Linked DNA regions of Zea mays: regions 1 and 2 are each linked to region 3. Evidence: chromatin contacts called from public Hi-C data. All regions are on one chromosome and are shown on one strand. Each heading gives the region's core, a stretch centred on a gene start, on an enhancer-like site or on the middle of the called end of the contact. The rest is flanking DNA. Distances are from core to core; before and after follow the strand shown. Region 1 holds the start of LOC100194291 (putative ubiquitin carboxyl-terminal hydrolase superfamily protein). Region 2 holds the start of LOC542016 (somatic embryogenesis receptor-like kinase 2). Region 3 holds the start of LOC100383737 (10A19I.15).

Evidence for each region. Hi-C and Micro-C count contacts between places; a contact is called where the count stands out from the background.
Region 1: a contact with region 3 is called in a Hi-C map of tassel, with 2.7 times the contacts expected there. The contact joins the promoter of LOC100194291 here to the promoter of LOC100383737 in region 3. A contact is called at or near these places in 4 of 25 Hi-C or Micro-C datasets (ear, leaf and tassel).
Region 2: a Hi-C map of tassel shows a contact between it and region 3, with 5 times the contacts expected there. The contact joins the promoter of LOC542016 here to the promoter of LOC100383737 in region 3. A contact is called at or near these places in 6 of 25 Hi-C or Micro-C datasets (ear, endosperm, leaf and 2 more).

Annotation. Positions count from the first base shown.
Region 1 is chr5:179,168,373-179,172,107 of Zm-B73-REFERENCE-NAM-5.0, forward strand. It overlaps LOC100194291 (putative ubiquitin carboxyl-terminal hydrolase superfamily protein), which reads right to left and starts at 2,065. Exons shown (of 6, transcript NM_001139330.1): 1 at 1,714-2,065. The coding sequence starts at 1,962.
Region 2 is chr5:179,529,228-179,533,258 of Zm-B73-REFERENCE-NAM-5.0, forward strand. It overlaps LOC542016 (somatic embryogenesis receptor-like kinase 2), which reads right to left and starts at 1,500. Exons shown (of 11, transcript NM_001111663.2): 1 at 1,200-1,500; 2 at 108-240; 3 at 1-19. The coding sequence starts at 1,293.
Region 3 is chr5:179,340,103-179,343,903 of Zm-B73-REFERENCE-NAM-5.0, forward strand. It overlaps LOC100383737 (10A19I.15), which reads right to left and starts at 1,510. Exons shown (of 5, transcript NM_001176374.1): 1 at 1,282-1,510; 2 at 1-70. LOC103627327 (a long non-coding RNA gene) reads left to right here and starts at 1,632. Exons shown (of 3, transcript XR_553538.4): 1 at 1,632-2,106; 2 at 2,257-2,567; 3 at 2,671-3,371. LOC103627329 (sugar transport protein 6-like) reads right to left here. Exons shown (of 6, transcript NM_001301492.1): 6 at 3,800-3,801.

The DNA of each region.
Region 1 (3,735 bases), core at 815-3,314, 170 kb before region 3:
AACGTAGCACAGAGTCGGAATGAATATGCAGTACCTAGAAATAAAAAAAATGGCAAAACAATAGTATGAATACTAATGATTTAAAAAAATATAAACTTTTTTATGGTACAACTTTCCTAGTTTCATGAGCTAATCCTGCTCAGAAAATACTGAAGGTGATATCAGGATCTGCGCAAAGTTATCAACAGAAGGCCTGCATGCTGCCAAATAGCCAATACATGAACAGTCAAGAGTCAACCATCAATTTGCTCCACCATAATAATTTGCTTTTTAAAACTGTATTCATAAGGGCGAGCCTGGTTCAGTGGCAAGAGTTGTCTCACTGAGTCACCAGGTCGCGGCGTTCAAAGCAGCCTCTTCACATTTGCGGGAAGAAAGCCTGCCTCGGTTTGTCCCTTCCCTAAACCCCACTCATGTAGTCATGTGGGAGCCTCCACTACTAGGTCTGTCCCCCTCTAAACTGTATTCAGATAACACCATTTTTTTCCTCAGTTAAAACATCAGACAGCACCAATTGTATTCCTGATACGTTTAATTTCCACTATATTTGGGAAATAACACTAATCCACAAAAAAAGTAAGATCTAACAGGCATGTGATCTGTCAAATAAAAAGCTGCCTGTGCCATTCCAAAACACGAGGAAGAAGACTTAAGGTGTTAATTCATTGATCAATATGTCAGCAATATGTATCACAATGTGGAGGAACACAAAAATGAATTGCAGCATTCTTTGACTTTGATTTCTTGTAAGGTAGATAAAAAACAATAATCACTTGCATTTTTAAAAGAATACCTATTAGTCACATCTAAAACTTCAGAAGCATAACTAAGTTTGGCACCTGTTATACCAAAATGCACGGGATTTACTGTATATTTGGACTAAATTGCAGTACCTCTTAATGCATACAGCCTACCCATGGTTCATCCATAAAGTGACTAAGCAGGGCCCGGTTGCAGTATGTACATTAGTCAATAGTAAGCATCACATTATTCCACTACAAAAATAAACATTGCTAGTTTGTAGTTTCCTAAATGAAGCATCCCAAACTTGTATAACAGTTTAGTTTGGCAAATCCTTCCATTTTAACACCTCATCAGTTCCATGATACCATGGGATGAGAGCAATGTTGTGAAAGAAATGATGCATTTGTGAATCAATGAGAACCCTAAAGACCTAAAAACTGTTGTTGTCCATTGACATAAGGGCCCTGCTACTGATGATGATGTAACGTAAAAAAATATAGCTGTTGTGAAACACCCATGCACACATATACGTGAGCATCATATTAGAAACCACCAATCAGAATAACTGAATAAGCACAGAATGCTGAATAAAGCACACGTCAATCACACCCTAATCTTGTTATTCACAATCCTAATATGGGACAAACAGAAACATATTGATAGGCGTCGCCCCTGCTAGTCTGCCCCCATGCACCTAAACAAATTCAACTCCACTTACTGGTCCCCTACATGCCACACTGCACCAAACTTTGGACAAACAGAATGGTACACCTACCTCATCAAAAGCTAAAAAGAGGCCACCCAAACGGTTCCTAAAACAATTACGTAATCAAAGTTTCACCGAATTCCAACCATAACAGTTAACAGCAACGAAAACTAAACGGATTGCGACGGAGCACGCAGCGAACCAGTCAACACGCCGACTATCGCCTCCCCTCCCCTCGATGTGGGGATCAGTAGTCACCTCACCTGGAGGACGCTGTTGCAGTAGCAGGTGTTGCCGAAGTTCTCGAGCCCGAAGTAGCGCTCGCCCTCGGGGAACTGGTCGCCGAAGGCCCTTTCGAGCTTGGAGAGTCCGGAACCAATGACCGTCCACCGGTCCCACCATCCGGAGGCGGCACTGGCGAGGGACCGGAGCCCCGACCCGGCCGCGGAGCGGTGCTTATCCGCGGCCGCCGCCGGCGGGGAGGTCGTTGGCGATCGCGCTAGCTTCGCCATGCTAGGGTTCCGCTGGCTTGGCCACGGGCGTGGAGACGGCGGTGGAGGGGTAGCGCGGCAGGCTGACTAGGTGAAAGTTCGACGGAGCGAAGAGATCGAGATGGAGGATGAGATGGGAAGGACTGAAGGAGAGGTTGAGTGCTTGACTGCTTCAGGATGTCACTATTCTGTCGCGAACTTGCGATGTTTTTTTTCCATGTGAGAAGGTTCCTTCTGCGTGTATCTCTAGCTCTCTACGACTCTACGCCCCCAAAATAAATGCACGTCCCGTTTACGAGAAATCAAACTTTTTTGAGTTGACTAAAAATACAGAAAGTAATATTAACGTTTATATCTTCAAGTAAATATATATATATAAAGAATATTTCATGTTTAATTTAATGATGCTATATATATTTAATTAAATTTTAGAAAGTTTGACTCTTTGCCCTATTTAGGAAGATTTGTTTCAAATTGCAGCTTCGGTTTTTTAGCTTCATCATACAACAACTTCAATAGATTGATAATATAGAGTTCAAGAGTGTTTTTAATGACCTTTGTAATATTTTTATGTTTTTAGTACAATAAAAGAATGAAACAATTTATTTTGACCATTAGGCGATTTTTTCAGTTTAGGCAAATTTTGCTCAACACACATTACGAGCACTAGAATTTGTCCATTATTATTATAAAATCATTTTTTGTTGTTAGATATTGCATGTAAGAAAATGTGACATCCTAGAATCACAAAATATTAAGATATCACTCCATCGTACCAGAGTATAAACTCTGCGATATAAACCCATAAACACTACAAAACATGAAACCAACAACAACAAAGAAACTATGATTAAAAAGTTCCCACATCAAACATTTTATTAAATCATAAAGGATCACCATAAATGTTTTATATCCAAACAATCATTCATTAGGAGAAGCAAAAGCAAAGACATGTGTCGTCAATCTGTTAAAGAGAAATACAACTGTCATGAATGTCTCAGTCCAAAATTTTAATGCCACAAAGGCATGAACAAAAAGTGCAAGAACTACTTCAACAATATGGCGATACTTACATTCATCAAATCCATTTTATTGGTGTTGCAAGGGCATGAAACAAGATTAGAAATACTCATATGCTCAAAAAAAAAAAGAAACTCAATTTTTGATACTCGTCATCACAATTTGTTTGCATGGACAAAATTTTGCAATTAAACAAGCGTTGAACATGTGCTTGGAAGTCATAGAATTTCTGAAACACCTCAATCTTATGTTTAATAAGATAAACCTAAGTAAATTTACTATAATCATCAATAAAATTGACATAGTAATTGTGTCATCGTGTATAAGTAGGAGCAGAACCACATACATCAGAAAACACCAAATCTAAAGGTGCCTTAGAGACACTAACATACTTAGAAAAGGAAGTTGTTGACTCTTAGCTCGATGACAAACATAATAAACATGCACAAGTAATTTATTAGACTCAAATGCAAACTATTATCACGAAGGACATGATGAACTACGGCTAGTGACGGATGGCCAAAGCAATCATGCCACAAGCTGTGGAGGTTTTGATAACACTGAGTAGATGTGCGCTCTAGGAAGGGGATGGGTGTCACACCCGGGTTTCGGGGCACCAAGACCCGGGCGCAAACATAATCACCAGGTATGCTGGAACCAAGTCTCACACATATGATGATTCATGACACAGGATCGAATGTCACATCTTTACTACATAACAGGAGTTCTATACAAAATAAATAGATAATTACATTATAAGGAGACAACGGTCCA
Region 2 (4,031 bases), core at 250-2,749, 190 kb after region 3:
TTGTGCATTTCCAAGGTCACTGTGAAAGGGGGTACACTTAGAACCAGTAGGAGAACATCATTAACACTTTTGATACGAATATATGAGAGCTTTTTTCATCAACTTACACTCTGATAACACTGTTATCGTTGTTACACGTAACATGGAACCATGTACATGGATTAACAAGAGTGGGATCCCAACTCTGCAAGACATTGTTAGCATCTTTCAAGCTCTGACGCAGGCTGTACAGGGCATCACCTGTGGACAAAAGGTAACATTATCAGCAGCAAGTATATTCCCAGTTAAGATGAACAAACAGATAAGAACTTTTATCGGTGATGAGCTTGTATGCAAAATATTTAGAAAAGGAATGGCTGACTAGGGAAAAAACATTGTGATTGAGATTTCCAAAACAAGTAAGGTAAGAAACCATTAGTCAGGAAGTTCCAAAAACAGGGATTAGTATTTATAACTGTTGGCCCCATCCATTGTTAGTACAACAGTGTCCGACGTTCTTCTATTCATGGTACACCATGGGGACACATCCTTCAAAATTACACTGTTCAATTACCATCTGTGGAGAGAGAGAGAGAGAGAGAGAGAGAGAGAGAGAGAGATGCTCAATAACATCCCGATCGCAGAACTAGCAAAACTTTTTTTTTTCACCAGCTGAAAGAGCCGGTCAAACAATCGCACCTCAAAGTCAACATTTGCAATCCATATGAACACCTTGATTCTGGAGGACGGTATTAGCAATTCCTCTTTTTATACAAACAAACTAGGCCAAGCGCGGTGGTCTGTATCTGCATCTCTATTGGAAGTAGACCTAACGATGGACTGAACGCCCAAACGAGAAAAGTATAAGGCATAACGAAAGAACTGCATCCGCCGAACAAAAAGTCTACGGTTTCCTCGAGATCAACGGAACGCGGCTTGCTCGTTCCTCTGACCCATCCAGGCAGAGCTATAACGAAACGTATATGCTATATGCACAAACAGCAAATATCCCCCAAATACATCACCGCAACCGGAAGCAAGAGCTAGAGGACCAGGCAATATACTTAGTACAAGAGCATCAACCGAAGCAAGTAAAAGAATCAAGCTCGTATGCTCCATCTCAGCCGTACAGATTTCAAACTAGGGACAAATCCGAACCGGGGAACGCATGGGTTACTAGGAGTCGGTTACTAGTGCGTATGAGAACAGGCAGGACTCACCCTCGGTGTTGGCGACGACCCGTCCCGGCCCGAGCAGCACCGCGACCGCAAGGACCACCGCCCACCACCTCCCAGCCGACGCCGACGCCGCCATTCCAACTCGAGCGCCAAGCGGGCCCCACCACCTCACCGGCGCATGGGCGCGCGGATCCCCCCACCGCTGGTGCGCCTAAGGCCCGAGCTGCACGGTGCTACCCGATCTGCCGCGCCGCCGCCGACCTCTCCCTCCTGAACTCCTCCTCCGGTCCTCCCACTCCTCTCTCTCTCTCTCTGGCGGATGGAAGGGTGATTTTTTTTTCTTTTCCGGGACGAATTCTCTGTAGCTCGAAAGTCGAAACCGAGTCCGGCTGTGCCTGTGCGCGTGTGTATATGTGTGTATGTCGCGACCTAAATTGTTCTTCTACTCCGCGGTGGGACCGTCGCCCTACGCTCGCGGAAGAAGGGGCGCCCCACCGCAGGACGTCACCGACGTGCGGGACCAGTGATCTCTCCGGCCCACGTGGAAGTGAGAGTGCTACCCGGTTGCGGGCGCAGGCGGCGTGCTCTCGGTCTCGGGGGGAGTGGGGTGGGTGACTTGATGGAAGTAGTGTAGTGGGGAGGAGGAGGGAGGGGAGCAGGGGGGACGTGCTGGCCCCGCCGCGGCGGGCATCTGCTGACATGGCGGCGTGCGGGCGCTGGCCGCTGGGGATCTCGTGGACGCGGTCCTCGGTACGCCCGGTCTCGTCATTCTCGAGTGATGGTGTCGATTCGTACAGCTCTCCACCACTGCATCGATTGGGAAAATCATCACGTTTGCTTTGATCCGTCCGTGGAACGGACACACCGGCTCACGATGATGGCCCGTCCTCTTCTCGTGATTGGATTTCTAACGGTGAGGGTAAAAAGAGGCGAAGGGCCCCGTTGTTCTAGTATTGATTGAGCATTATTGGGGCTGAACTAATGTTTGATTACAATAAAACAAAGGGCAAACCGGAGATCCGAGCTGTACCGTACACTGGCAGGCGGCAGTAGTGTTGTGTTGCTTAGAGAAGTTTAATAATAAAGGTTATTTTTTACTCTAACTCCTTGCCATGTTAAGTTGTTGGCTCGGAGATGAATTTTTTGTATTTTTCTCTTTCATTCTTTTGTCTTGAAACTCGTGTAGCACATAGCTCTTGCACGATAGCACACTCCATCTACTTTTTGATGACTCTTTTTCACATAAGTAAAAATGTCACTTTATCTATTTTTTATGTCTCTCTTCTATAAAAGTAAAATTGTCATGTAAGCCGACTTAGAACCCAATATTGTACGACTCTTACAGTGCAGTGCAGCAGGTTTCGCGGCAAAGGTTAGTTAGGGTCCGGATCCCGAGAGACGTGTAAAAGTGAAAACGCAGGGGCAACAGCACCACCAGCACACAAACAAGTCCGTGGAACACTGCGCGGTGGGCCCCGCCTCCGCACAAGGCCAGCTGGAGAACAGGCAGAGGGCCCGCTCCCGTCCGTGGGCCGGGTCTACAGCTCCGCGGGCGCAGAAAAAGCCAGCGCCGGCATGGGCCCGCCTGTCCGGCTGTCGTTCCCAGCGCGCCAGCCAATGGGACGCCGCAAACGCAGGGTCGGAGTTGAGACTCGAGAGGAGAACAAAAAAGGTGTCCGTGCCGTGTTGGGTACTTGTACACACAATTCAAACGTGCGGTACTTTCCGTTCTCGTGTAGTGGTCGCGTGTGCGTTCCTCTGATGGGCCATGCGTACCGAAACCGGTCAAAATATTGGACCGCCCCGCGGTCGGTCTACACTTCTACACGCTCTGGTCTTCCTCCGAGCCTCGAGCCTGTAACGACCACGGTGACCAGCGGGTACGCGTGAATTTTAAAGTGCTGCTAAATCACAATATAATACAGTAGGTGCGTTCAAAAACTGTGTCTTACTATATTTATTGTACCAATCAAAACATTAAATAAATTAAATTGACCAATTATCTAGTCTTTTGTCTCGAGTATAGAGCCAAGACGCAGTATCTTCATCAAGATATGTGTCTTGATTATTTTTTACATTTACCTTCCTAGACAGAAGACACACATCAAGACACTTATTATGCATGTCCTTATGTGTTCGGTAAATTCTTTAGAGGCACGTTCGCTGAATTCCGGTGAGCCCGAGATCTAGGCATCACATCCTAGGTGTATCGTAGTATATGGTAGTTGAAGTTTTTTTTATTTTGTTTTTTTGTCTCTAAAGATGGAAATTTCTTGCCCGTGGAAGACCGAAAAGTCAACGTGTGTGCCCTCGTCGAGAATGGCAGCTGTGTCGCAAAAAAAGTCATCTTCAAGAGCTGCAGTCCAATAGCACCTTCATGTGACTGCGATGTGATGATGCGCGATAGCACAAAGGAAAAATGGTTGGCGTCGCCATCAATACTCGTGATCATCTCCTCGTTTGGACCAATCATTTTTGAACAAGTTTCTCGTTTTCAGAAGCGTCGTTTGTCTATGGGATATTAGGAAGATAGTGGTATTATTTACAACACACCACATTTGTTACTTAGGGGTGAAGGACATTGTGACAACACGGTCTTGCTCATCGCACACCACTCACATTTAAAAAATATGTACATTGACCAATCTCCCTTGGCCTCATCTAGTAGCACAAATATCTTAGTTAGAATATGGTTTCTCAATTATTTAGTAGCACATGTATTATAGATTTCCTATATGATCACTAAAAACATCCTTGCATCGTTTTATATTGTAGATTGCACTGTTTATATAGTGTAGTTTGAATATAAGTATAGGTATATGTAAGCTGTTGGAGATGGTCTACATACCCCAGCCATCTATATCTAAAGCATTT
Region 3 (3,801 bases), core at 260-2,759:
GCAACTTGAGCAAACAAATCCGATTTGAAAGGAAAGGCTGGAGGAGGCTTGACTCCCTTTGAGGGCGGATCTGTTCATTGGATGAGAATGTGAGACAACATATACAAAACGATGTTTCTACTGTGAAGCAACAAATAATAGATAATAATGAAACTTCGAAAATGCAAGTCGTATCTCTCGAAAGGCCACGTTTGTTCCTTTGAAACATTCTGTTTCAAAAGAATTGCGTGATGATTTTTTAATACTTGCAGACAAGTTGTTGACGAACCTCAGGTGACAAAAAATCTGTTTCAAGCAACAAAGATGAAAGCAGCCAAAGGCCCTAAAATTTTTGTGGGGTTTCTAAAAGTGATAGTAATCGTGCTGGAGACATACTAAAAGCTACTATGCAATGTAGACTTGAGTAGAGAGAGATATTTTTATTTAAATGAGCCACAAGAAGCTTGGCACATGTGCAAAAATACTTATGGTTCTAGAAAAGAAAAAGAAACATGTAGCTCTGCTCCAACACATCAGCTGCAGTTTATAGATTTGAGTAGAGAGAGATATTTTTGTTCATTGGATGAAACTGTTTTAGAAAACATTTTATAAAGCAACTTTTCATAGTAGAACAGGTAGAGGGAGCTAGTAGGATACGCTACTCTTTTTATCACGGCATTTAAATTTCAAGAGCAAGAATTCACTCAATAATGCCCTAAAACGTTTGGAGAGGAATCCAGGACCCCTTCCAGATCGTGACTATCTCATCTCAGCTGATCATCAGCCATCATGATCATGGCTGTTCCTATAGAAAGAAGTAAGAAAAAAAATTAAAATCTAGCTGAAGGCATCTCCTGCTGATGCATCCATATTCCTTACATAACTCCAGCAGCCCACTGCCCAACAGATCCAAAGCGGAGGTTCAGACCATCGCCTTTCCATCTGTTCTCCCCTGTTTTCGTGAAAAAAGACTGAGGCTATCTCCTTTCGGAAAAAAAAAAGACTGAGGCTATCTCCAGCAGATCCCATCTACAGTTCAGCGTTACACGGTCTAATGGAGACACTCTCTGCCTTCTGTCCCTGCTCTAGCCTCTAGCAACTATTCCTTAAACCCACGGAGGGTCCAGGTCCAACTCCGAGAAAGGCAGCCAGCCAGCGAGAAGGCTCGGCCGCACGTGCCTCGCGGCGTCCACGCACCGCGCCGCCAGGCTCAGCGCCACGACCACTGCGCCGGGCGCAGGATTCAGTGAGGCACAGGGAGCATGATGAGGAGAGCAGAGGGAAAGGAAGTCGTGGACTCACCGAGATTCGCAGGGGATGGATGGCCGGGGCACCGAGCCCCGCGGCTGGGTAGACTCGCCGGCGGCGGACACGGGATGAAGGAATGGATGTTTGGTTTACTGTGACTAATTTTTAGTTATTTTAGTTTTATTTTGTTATAATTTCTAAATTATTAAATACGTTAAAATATGAGATAAAATAAAGAATCCCCTGAATGGGCTCGTTTGTGTAGCCCGGCAACACGAGCCAATTTGGCGGATGGGGTTCGTTTGTGTCGGGGTTTCCTACGGCCCACCTTAAAATACCATCCTTCGCCTTCCGTGACTGAAATTCTGTGTACTAGACCTACAGTTGTTCCATTGCCAGATTCAGCCACACATCTGAAAAAACAAAAACAAAAAACGGGCTTACTGATAACCATGTAGCTAGCGACCATGCTATCCGTAATAATAATAGTTTTATTTATTGAGCGCCATTCGGGAAGCACGCGGTGATGACGCCAGCAAGGCTTCCCCCGCGCCAGCGAGATCACACAAGAACCAAGACCAATTCCTGTTGTTCGCTTGGATAAGAACGGAAGAAACAGAGGACTCGGTCCTCTTCACGGAAGAGTGCTGTTGCTGCATGCTGCCCATGCATGCACGCCATTAATTCGTGGCTTCTGCCTTATATTTATTCTTCCCATGGGCATGGCCTCCAGAGAGAGACAAAACGCGATCTGAAAAATCCACATCAATCTCCAGCTGCTGGCCGTAGGCGGTATAGCATACAGTCCAGACAGTCAGATAGAGAGGCACCTCATCAGTCGTGCATTATTGCCCTCTTGTACGTACACGGCAGTTTTAAGTGAGTTTTCTTATCCCTGTGCTATCTGTAAATACATACTTTGTACTGATATGTTATTACACTATAGATGAAAGACTTATGTATATGCTTCGTCGTAATTTAAAGTTCTTTTTTTGGTGAGTTCGTTCGATTTTTTTTTTTTTTTTGTAGATTGAAAAAATATGGCCGAGAACGAGGGTAGGTTCCGCTGGGATTCGAATCTGGACACTTTTTTTTGCAGGAGCTGCGTTCAATTGCTTGACGACGGGCTAATAACCCAGAGGCAGCCCTCCTTACATGACGAGGCTCTGGAATACTTGTCGCAAAAATTTTCTACGGTGAATTCAACAGTTTCAAAAAAGACTCTGATGAACAAATGGAACTGTATGAAACAGCTGTATGACAGTTATGTTCTGTTTCGTATCCACTCGTCAAATATGGGAGAGTTGAAAAGCCGCAGGATGTACATAAAAAAGACAAAGGTATTCTCTTGCACGTATCTCTTTGATTAAATCTAATTAATTGTATTGTTCAAGTATTAGTATATTCTAATTATATATATGTTTGTTTGTTTCATTTTTCTAGAAATGTGCGAACGTATTTAAGCATATGATAAATGAACCACCTAAGAATTTGGATCTACTTAAAAGATTGTTCCACGACGAAGATCAAGGGACACCGCCATCATCCCCGCCACACCCATCGTTCGAGCCACAGTCATCGTTCATGCCAGAGTCGTCGTCCCCGCCACAGTCGTCATCATTCATGCCAGGGTCGTCGTCCCCGCCACAGTCGTCAGTGTCATCCTCGTAACTTTCCTTTATTTTATGGATAGGGTATGCATGTATATCCTACCACATTTAGGGACGAATGTTGATACCCGAATTGTTAGGACAAGTTTAATAATATTTTTAAATTATATATATGTATGAAATTTGATGTCAATCTTTTATCAAGCACATTATTACAGATAAGAAAAGAATTTGCATAAATTGTTTTATGCATTGTTTCCTCCTTGCAACAAAAGCGGAGGGGGCAATGTATAGGTGATCCTCCACCACTCGCTTCACCAGGCGTAGTAATTCTGTGTGCGCATATGATATGAAACAGGGAAATTCTAAAGTTTGCAAGACTGACAATTGCCCTCGTACTTGTAAAATACTTTTTTCGGTGGTTTCACCTGAATTAATTATTTCGTAATAAACCAATAAAAGATATGAGCTGCATAGAGAAGAAACTTGTAAAGGAACAGAATTGTTCGATTATGCTTACCTATACTAGCACTATTGCCCTCCATATTATCATATGGGTCAAAGCACTGGTACTGGTACTGGAAGCGCTTCTTCACGCCGGCGTTTCCTATGGCCCACGTCGAAATACCATCCGGCCGTGGCGGTCATGTTTGGATTGCCTCGAATTGAATAACAAACCTTAGACATAAAAAATTACCCGTGGGAGAAAAAAAATTATATCCCATCCCTGAATTTGAAAGTGTCCGATTGGTCAGCCACATATCCGCTTAATTGATAACCCTGTAGCGACCATGCCAACCATAACAGCTTTATTGAGCGCCACACAGTTAGTAGAACAGCCATTAGCATAGGAAGTGCAACCAAGCCCTACAGTTGCTATCTACGGAGCCATCAGAAATAGCGCCAGAACTCTGTACAAGCCAAGCCAAGAGAAGTATTTACATCCACCAAACTAGCCTCCTAC